2 separate regions of the Mus musculus genome follow, and region 2 is linked to region 1. The links are chromatin contacts, called in public HiChIP or PLAC-seq maps. All regions are on one chromosome and are shown on one strand. The core of a region is the stretch at or near the end of the contact, and the rest is flanking DNA. Distances in the headings are between cores, read along the strand shown.

The links. HiChIP or PLAC-seq counts read pairs in DNA pulled down with a chosen protein or histone mark.
Region 2: a FOXA1 HiChIP or PLAC-seq map of pancreatic cancer cells shows a contact between it and region 1. The contact joins two enhancer-like sites. A contact is called at or near these places in 2 of 115 datasets of contacts at active chromatin or transcription factors (CD8 T cells and pancreatic cancer cells).

Annotation. Positions count from the first base shown.
Region 1 is chr15:61,444,520-61,449,608 of GRCm38.p6, forward strand. No RefSeq gene overlaps it. Among named protein-coding and RNA genes, the nearest start is that of Gm24696, 89 kb to the left of the region's middle. Within about 2 kb of position 2,027, at least 22 of the 459 cell types and tissues checked have an H3K27ac peak or open chromatin away from gene starts, as enhancers often do. A contact at or near this core is called in pancreatic cancer cells, where this site is marked.
Region 2 is chr15:62,077,630-62,082,718 of GRCm38.p6, forward strand. All of the region lies in intron 1 of Pvt1 (Pvt1 oncogene), which reads left to right. Among named protein-coding and RNA genes, the nearest start is that of Pvt1, 42 kb to the left of the region's middle. Within about 2 kb of position 2,177, at least 192 of the 459 cell types and tissues checked have an H3K27ac peak or open chromatin away from gene starts, as enhancers often do. A contact at or near this core is called in pancreatic cancer cells, where this site is marked.

The DNA of each region.
Region 1 (5,089 bases), core at 777-3,276:
TACTTAATTAGCTATGAAAAAAGTGACAGATTTTCTTATTCCATAATTCTCCCAAGAATCTAGTGTGATAACAATAACCTTTTTCTTTAATTACAGTGTCTACTTTCCTTCCAGCTAAAATAATTTCTTTTCAAGTTGATAGTTTCTTATTTCAAGAGTGGCATGCCTGTTGGATTACCTCCGAGAATTCTGAGCGCTCTACGTGCAATCTGCTGCAATACCGATGGACTGACTGGGAGATAATACTTAAGGATGCTAACTGCACCTGGGTGAGACTCTTTTCCACCTGTCCAATATTTATGGAGACTGGCCACATACCAAGCATTATATCAGAGAAGGGATGGGTTAGGGATCAAGTCTCTGCCTTTGTGGAATTGGAGGTCTAGTGAAGGGAACGAGATAAGCAAGTGCTACATGAATAAACATGAAGGTGGTAGAGGGATGTGGTGAAGAAATAGCTGAGAAGGGATCATAAGGGGTCAGATCTATCTTAACGGAGAACAACTGTGTGATCATAGGCAAGATTATTACTTCTAAGAGACAATGAAAGCAATGATGACTTGTTGGTCTTTGGTCTGAGACAGAGTGGATAGCGCAGGCTGTCCTGGACCACAGCATCTACTTGCTTCCGACTCTCAGCTGCTGAAATTAAGATATATGTTACAACAAAACACCTGGTCTTTTGCTCACTATATTTCATTATTTATTCTTTGAAAGTGTTCATATGTGCACATAATGTATTCTCATATTGTTTGAGAATTTAATACCAGGATGGCATGTGCTTTGACGAGAGCCACTCCCTACTCCTTCCAATACCCTCCATTACTTACCTCCTGACTTCCTGTACTGGTTTCTAAACCCACTGAATCTGCTTAGTGACTGCAATGAGGCAAAGGTGCAGGATCAAACTTTTGAGTTGACCACCACAGAGAACTCAGCAAAACAAGATTCCTTTCAGTAGTGAGGCCCTGTGATTCAACAGAAGTCTTGTGTTCTGAAAGCCAGTTCTGATCTTGAACAAGTTATTTAACACTTCTCTGCCTCAGTTTTCAAGTTTCAATGGGACTTGGAAATGCTTATTAAAGAGTATTATGGTGTGTAGCCTTGCCTGGGTGGCCTGACACTCTTGCATTTCAAGGATATCGTCTACTATGTATCTTGGCCTCCTGAGTGTTGGGATTATAGACCTGTACGACTACTGAAGATATGATTAGAAAAAGACATCTATCTATGCCCTAGTTTCTCTGTTGGACAGTACAAAAAGCCATTTATTTATTTGTTTGTTTATTTATTTACACCAAAACACCTTGAATCAATAAATTGTGATCTAGATCTCATGCAGCCCTAAAAATCTGTTTGCTTAAGTTCTAAGAACCTTCTGGAATTTCATAAAAACAGCATTGAATGTATGCACATAAATATGTTTAGGGCTGTATTCCTCCTCTGAAAAGAGATCTTCTAGCATTTATTGTAATGTAATTCACCACTGTTCATAAGGGTTAAGAGCCATTGACTTGAAATGGGGCTAAAAACATAAATTATTTATAGAGAAGCAATAATATTAACTTATATATTACAAGTCTCTTACTATTTATGACATGCCCATAATTCATCTCACTTGAGCTCAAGACAGGCAGCTAAACTAGGCATAGCATAGCCCAGAGTAACAACTAGCACTGTGCTCCTGGCCCTTGCTATTGGAGGGCATTGGTGTTTACCACCCCCACTTCAACTGCACAAAGCAAGGGCAAGGACCACAGTATGACCTTAAACTATTCAACTCCACTTAATTACCCATTGTAGTAGGAGCACATAAATACAGGATGTCCCTTTGCTCTGCCATTCTGCTTTGCATCATTATCAGAAAGACAAATGTAATTCATGTCCAATTACTCACTCACCGCAAGGTCAGAATATTTATTTTTATCATACTGGTGATTTTTTGGATTAGTGGTATCAGTATTTATTCATGGCTAACCCAAACCAAACATCCTGTTGATATCAATGAATTGCTATATAGTTATTGTCACAGGTATGCTGAGTCACAGAGCAAATAAGAAGTTTATGAGTTGACAGAGAAAAGGCTACAAAGAGGTTAAGATAATGTTCCCTGTTAATCACAGGTGTCTTGTGAAATAGATGCATTGTTTATTTATATTGTCCATTTATTGAGCAGTCGGTGCTTGGGAAACCGAAACTAGCCCAAATAGTGAGGATTAAATAAAATTCACATCATTATCTTTAAAATTGGTTGCTGGTACATTTTGGTTCAATTTAAGAACAGCTCATTTTAGCAATCAGTTTTTATCCTCTGCCTCGTAGCGAAGAGCTTTGTCTAGCTTTCAGATGTAGACAGAAGTAGGAGAGGTGGAAAATGAAAGAAAACTCTTTTGGGTATGGTTCATTTGCTCAGAGATCTGGAGTAGCATTAACTGTTATCCTACCATACTCTTGTAGTCAGTTCCTGAGATTACAGTGCCAGTCTGGAAAAGAAGAATCCAAACCCTCAGCTGTAGCAATATATATGGCTCATTTCTTTCCTTACTCATTCTCAGCCAAGCAAATGCATTTTATTATCTTTAGTCACTGTCATCAAGACAGACACAATTGTCTGAAGATGTCACTAATTCTGGGTCGTTAAAGATGTCATTGTTATAAGTTGTACCTGTGATTCAAATCCTTTCTTTTCTCTAGATACCTGTAATAACAGAGTCAGCAGGTGTGTGTGTGTGTGTCTGGGTGTGTGTGTGCGTGTGTGTGTGTCTGGGTGTGTGTGTGTCTGTGTGTCTGTGTGTCAGTGTCTGTGTGTCTGTGTGTTTCTTAAGCTATGCCATTGTTCCTCTTAGTGTCTTTGTACATACTAGTAGTTCAGAAAACAGTTTTCTAATTGTGGCTCATGGTGAGAAGATAGCTATTATAATTAGACAAACACTTTTTCTCTGAGCTTCTGATTTTTGCACTTATGAAAAGGGGATATAAAACAACTGGTTTCTGTGGTACCTTCCTATCCATCACGCTACATTCCACTAATACTCTACCTAGCTTCTATAGGGTTTGCTGTTATAACTAATGTCCAAGAGAGCTCCCCTGTCAATATGATAGGCCTAAGTTAGGGGCAAAGTGAATACTGTTTTAAGAATCTTTAGTTGGGAGATGAAATAAGAATACTTGATGCAGCATAGTAGCCAAAAGACTAAATTTAGGGATTGAATGCATAATATTACATCAGGTTTTAGAATGTGAAACCTCTACTGTCAAAAACCAAAAGTCAGCAAGGAGCTAGGGAAATGGTTCTGAGGATAATGTGCTTGGTATACAAGCATGAGGACGTGAGCTTGGGTATCCTGCACTTACAGGAAGCTGGTCACAGAAGCATGCCTCTCTAAACTGGCTATGGGGCTTGTGAGAGATGGAGACAAGAGAATTCTAAGGGCTTACTGGCCAACCAGTCTAAGCAAAATAGATTCAGTGGGAGGTAGTATCTCAGAAAATAAAGTGAAGACTTAAACAGAAGAAGAGAAGAAGACATATACCTGTTTTTGACCTCTAGTCTCCACAGGCAGGCACATGCATATACACGTGCCTTCATAAAACACACACACACACACACACACACACACACACACACACACACACAGAGAGAGAGAGAGAGAGAGAGAGAGAGAGAGAGAGAGAGAGAGAATTTAATAAGTCTGTCATTGAAAGAGAGGTACAAGAGGCTACTCTCTGTTTTGCTATGCTCAACTCAGTTCAGCTCCTATTTTTAATAAATTGTTCAATTCCTTATTCCCTATCTGAAAAAAGTAAGGAGTAAAGAGATGTTCACATACTAACTAGGTATATACATAGCAAAGTAGGAAAAGGTATGTGGAGAAAAAGTAAGGGAAATCTTTACCTTGGAAATGCTGAGTGCCCTTGGTATTTAAACAGTATGTGACAAAGATAAAATACTCTGTACATGTTTAAGTGAAAGCAATAATAGTGTTGAAAGTCTGGGAAATTCCTGAATTGGGAACTCTCAACTCTGTGTACAAATGGCCTTTATAGCCAGTACTGTAGAAAGTTTGAATGGGCCTTACCAGTTGGTGAGACATGCCCTTGACAGGATGCGGGTCTACAAGCTGACAAGTGGCTCAAGCAGCACAACATGGAGGGTGTCATCCTGGGGTTTGTGTTACCCAGAGGACATCTGGTAATGTCTGCAAGTATTTTTGGTTTTCACAGTTCTCGGAGAGCTGTGAACTGCTATGACACATAAGACAGTTTTTCACTACAAAACTTACTATTCAGGACAAAATATGTCATAGTTGAAAAGTTCAGAAGACTTTGATAAAAGTGTTTAATTTCTCACATACTCAGAGCCATCCAGAGAATCAGAAATTGACCTAGCCAAATAAGAATTGAATAAGCAATTGTATTTCAAATAACAGTTTCAAAGACAGGTACCAGCTGTATGACTGGGTGCTGGGGAAGAAAGGGAGGGTTTAAAGCTAATACTAGCCATGCATTGAAATGCCCAAATCAAATCCATTATCTTGTGTGTCAACCTAAAAATTGTAAAAGAAAATAAATGATTATTAATGATTTGTAGAAGTATAAATTTAAAGACATGAAGCACTAAATGATTGTGAAAAAGAATTCATTTATGAATTGGAACTGCATGAATATCTAAGAGTAGTTAGAAGGTCAGTGCTTTTACTCTTGTTTTGGTTTGCTTTATGTGTTTAATTTTTTTTCCTTTATTTACCCAGCAATTTCAACGTATGGGCAGCACTTTTAAATTCAGAAGCAGCAAATAAATCTAAGTTGAATTTTTAAACCCTGGTACTCTTGAGGATTGAAGAGCACATGGTAATAAGAACAGTAGCGTAAACTTCAGTGTAGCTGGCAAGCATAAGGGGAGACAGGCCTCCTCACTCACTCCAGGCAGAATGCAAATTGTTATGACCCCTTTGGAAGACAATTTGGCAGTACAACAACAGAGCCTTAAAAATATTCATAGCCTAGGACCCAGTCATTCCAACTCTGGGCAGCTAGCCTAAGGAAATAATAGTAATAAAAAAATAGGCACAGGGATGTTCATTTAAAC
Region 2 (5,089 bases), core at 927-3,426, 630 kb after region 1:
ACTCACTTTGTGGACCAGGCTGGCCTCGAACTCAGAAATCCGCCTGCCTCTGCCTCCTGAGTGCTGGGATTAAAGGAGTGTGCCACCACGCCCAGCTCAAAACCCTTTTACTTTTGACAAACATTTTTGAACCACCCTCCCCTCATCTACACACACACACACACACACACACACACACACGCACGCACGCACGCACGCACACATGCACACACACATACACTTAGTTCTACAATTCACCAAAATGAGAAACTGGAGGCTGAAGGCTGGTCAGTGTTTCCCTTTCCTGATTTGGAAGGTGTGGGGCTAATAGGAAGTGAGGTGTAGAGCTTGGTACTCGGATGTGAGTCACTTAGGTTCGAATGTCACTGTGAATGTAATTAACTGTTCTGGGTCTCTGTTCAATCCCTCTATAAAATAGCAAGCCACAGTGACGTCTGTCTCATAGGATTGAGATTTTTCCTTGAGTTTATTAATATAGCCTGGTCTACAAAGTGAGTCCCAGGACAGCCAGGGCTATACAGAGAAACCCTGTCTCGGAAAACAAAAACAAAAACAAAAAAAAACAAAACAAAAAAAAAAAATATATATATATATATATATATATATATATATATATATATATATATAAAACAATTGAATGGTATACTTTGCAGCATCTCAGCAAGACGAGGAGGTAAAGCCAGAGAACCAAAACAAGGCTGAGTAAAATGAGCTGAGGCCATTGGCCATTCCTTATTATCAGGAAGACATAGGTGACTACCTACCTTTCTCAACTTCTGGTCCCTTCCTCCCTCCCTCCCTCCCTCCCTCCCTCCCTCCCTCCCTCCCTCCCTCCCTCCCTCCCTCTCTCCCTCTTTTTTCTTCCTTCCTTCCTTCCTTCCTTCCTTCCTTCCTTCCTTCCTTCCTTCCTTCCTTCCTTCCTTTCTTTCTCTCTCTCTTTCTCTCTTTCTCTCTATTTTTGAGACAGGGTCTCTAAGTAGTCCTGGCTGTCCTTGAGCTTGCTATGAAGGCCAGGCTAGTCTCTAACTCAAAGATTGTCCTGCCTCTGCCTCTCAAACACTGGGGCCAAGGGTATGTGGCCACCATGCCCAGCCTTAAGTGAATGACCTGGATGCTCTTTGATAGTGATCCCTCCAGGGGCTTGGCCCGCCTTTGCTCTAATATAGAGCATGCTCTTCAGCTTGTAGGGCAATGCTCTTGTGACTTTGCCAACCTAGAGGTTGCTGAGAAAGAAAGCAAGTTTCTCACTTCTCCTGGAAGTCTGTATGGAAGAGCTGCAGCAGGAGCTGCACAGGTCCCATAAAGAAGGAATAGAATAGAGGGACTCTGCGGGAGGGGAGGGGCATGCTGATGTAGAGGTCTCCACAGTATATCTTGACTCAAGCTGGTTGTGACAGAAGCTTTCTGTAGGGGTGTATTTGCTGGGCTGAGTAACCAAAGTTGAGTTCTAATAAATAAAGATGAATGAAGAAGGAGGGAAATGTGGGAGGTTGGGGATGGGGGTGGTACAAGATACTCTCTGAGTCTGTGTGCCATTCAGAGTAATTTACACTGGGGGTCCCATTGTGCCCTTGGGCCCAGGCTCTATTTTGCCCCTTTGTTCCCTGTTCTATCCTAGCAGGGATGCTTGCTGACTTCCTGGCCATCCCCACCCCTTCTTGGGTCCTGGATCCTGCTTCCTTTCTCCCCCGCTTCACAATGATCTCATCCCAGCCGGGAAATGGGACTTTTGTTGCCCCTGCCTATTTGGCCTGGCCCAGTGTCAGGCCCATCACGTGCCCCTGCTGGGATACCGAGTGTATGAATCTCAGGCAGTGGGCAAGGCTGGCAGGGGAGGGCATTCCTCTGGACTGAGCTGTGCTGGTAGCTTGGCACACCCCCCCCCCCCCCTTCTAGAAGTGACTCAAAAGCTTTTCTGCATGCTCTTCTAGTGGACTGCTGAGTCATTCTCTGAGTCACAAGTGGTACAGCTGTGTACTCAACAGTGAGCCCTTGTGTGGGACCCAGATGGGCTGTCCTGACTCTTGGGGCATTTAAAGGCAGTTCACACTGGCATTTGACCCTCTCTGTCCTCCTCAAGGACTCTTTTACCCTGATTCCTTTCTAGGCCTATGTGTGTAGGCTAGGGAGTGATACACACCTCGGGCTGCCAGCTAGGATTCAGAATCCAAAAGTTCAATTCAAGTCAGCAGCTGGCTGACAGGCAGGGAGCCAGGGCGGTGATTAAGCAAGCTGGGGCAAGAGTGAAGTAGGGCAGATTCCTGGGCCCTAGGTGCGTCTCAGGAAGATCAGCCAACTTTCTTGTATCGTGCGTGTTTTGGGAGCATCCTGAAGCTACCTTGAGAATTCAATCTTTTTTTTTTTTTTTTTTTTTTTTTTTTTTTTTTTTTTAGTGAACAAGTGGAAGAATTCTTGTGTATTAAATCTCACTGTCCTTATACCCATTTGGTGTTTGAAGGAATGGGGTCTAGTAGATGATACCAGTTCAGAGGCAGAGTGAGAAGCATAAGTCAGAATATCAGAGTATCTAGAATTTGATGCTCAGACCTGCCTGACTCAGTTTAGCACCCCTCCCCCAAACCCCCACCCAATCTGGTTGCCTCGAGTCTTCCTCTTAAGGCAGCTGTCCTGTAGTGCAGGAAGCCAACTCCCAAGGTAAAATGTCTTTAGACAAATAAAAATGTCTTTAGAAGGCCTAGGCTCTCTATGGGGTGAGACTGAATGCTGAGGCCCGATCTGGCCTCTGATAGAGGAGGGCTTTCAACTGTTGGGGGCAGGGAACAGCTAGGAGCTTGGCAGGGAGGACTCTGTATATACTGTATCTGTCCGGTAGCACTGGAGATAGAGCCCTAGCTGACCCTGAGTGGAAAGATGGTTGGTTGCATAGTTGTGCTAGCACAGGACATACTGCAAGGGTTTGGGCTCTAGAACTTTTCCTCTGCTCATGTGGCTTTGGTGGAGTCACCTCTGCCGGCTAGTGCTAGTTCTAAAGCCTAACCCATCCTTTGGGAAGGAGTCTGTTTTATGGCTTCCTAGGTAAGGCTGATGACCCATGTGTTAGTGCTGATGTGAGCCACTTGTGGAAGTGGTCCAGTGTTCAGCCACCACTTATCCACTGGGGCCAGATGGGCTAGACCTCAAAGATCTGTAGGGCAAGATGGAAAACAGTCATCCTTTGAATTCACCAGGAACCTCATGACTAGAGAGATGATTAGGAGGCCATTGTTACCTTCTATGGAAGGTGATGAGTGAGCTGGAAAGAGCTTTGGGTATGGACACGCTTCGAAGGCGGGCATTTTGAATAGTAGCATAAAGGCAGATGGTGATGGGGAAATTTCTAATAGAGTGTTGCTGTAGAACAAGGTTGTTCCCAACCTTCTGATCCCCCCTTCCCTGTCTTCCTAGTGCAGTTATAGGCTATGCCACCAGATTTCTGGTTTTGATAGAAGCTTTCAGAACTCTCTTGTGTCCAGGAATGATTCATTTTCTAAGGACATCATCCAGCATTGGGGCCTTTCAAAAAGGATGGCCATGTGAGTAGTTTTTCACAAACTGATGTACAACAGTTGCCTCTGTGATCTGGACCTACCTTTTTGATCCTTTCCTTTTTTCTACCTCGGGATTCATTTTTAGTGACACTATAAAAATATATCCTATTATGTTTATTTTATTTATGTGTGCACGTATGAATTCGTGTGTGGCAAGGCAGTGTTGGCTCACGCCTTTAATCCCAGCACTTGGGAGGCAGAGGCAGGCAGATCTCTGAGTTCGAGGCCAGCCTGATCTACAGAGTGAGTTCCAGGACAGCCAGGGCTACACAGAGAAACCCTGTCTCCAAACAAACAAACAAACAAACAAACAATCCGTGTGTGGTGAGTGCTTGCATGCATTTATTTATGCCACAGTGCACGTGTATAGGTCTGAGGACAACTTTCAGGAGTTGGTTCTCTCCTTCTACCATGTGGATTCTAGGGACTAAACTCAAGTTATTTGCTGACCTTGTCAGTTGGAAAACAATTCTCTGGGCCACACAAAGGAATATATTAGTGATGTGAAAGTAACTCTGCAAAATAATTTCTTTTTGTCGAATGGACATACCCGAGCTCAGATTGGGCCACTGAACATGCACGGCCCAATTGGTCTTTGTATTTTGTTCCTAACACAGGTGGTAATTATTGCTCATCTTGTTGGTGGAAACTCAGTTTGATCTGATTGGCTAATCAGCCTGATGGGGATAGAGGAGGTTTAGGGAATATGGACCTCTGCTGATAAAAGAACAGTTCGCACAGCATCAAGCCATCATGCCTGCCCTTTAATGACACGTTTCAATGAGAGAGAGATGATTTCCCTCTATTTTTTTCTGTGGTAGATTGGGTCAGGTTAGACTCTTTCAGATTGATCACACAACTCCTCAATTTTAACATTGTGTCCTTCGAAGATGCAAAACAGCAATGTGTGGGTCTCTTCCCTCATTGAACAGGAGAAGAAAGACCAGGAACAGTTTTGGAGTTTTCCGGGCAAAAGCCTGCACTTTTATGTATGCCTGTATTCAGAGGCACATACACTATGTTTGGCCATTGGCCCCCAATCCCATTTAAATAGATAAGCAATGGTGCAAAAATAGAGAGAGGATATACATTCGTAAGAATGGCCACACTAGAACTAAGAACAAATAGAGAGTTCTAGTGACCCGCCCCCCCCCCCCCCCCCAAGACTGTCTCCTGGAACACTGACATGAGCTTCAGGTTTGAATGGGGAAAGTTTTGGAGCAAGGATTAAGAAGGCCATACCATGATTAAGCAATCTTGTCAAAGGGTGGTATGCTTGATTATCGTCTCACTACAGTTCTGTCCTCATTTGCTGTCATTGCTGGACATGCTCAATCTGTGTCATAGGAAAGGCTATTACTTCTGCTCTGGATGTAGCCATGGCATCATGGATAATTGCCTTCATCTGGTTTTCCTGCTCTTGGGAACCAAGACAACTGCAGGTTTCAGACAATGACCTAAAGTCTATGTTGTTAGCCTTGAAGGAGGATGAGAAAGGTTAGACACACTCCTTAAGCTGCAGAGATTTCTAAGTGTAGCAG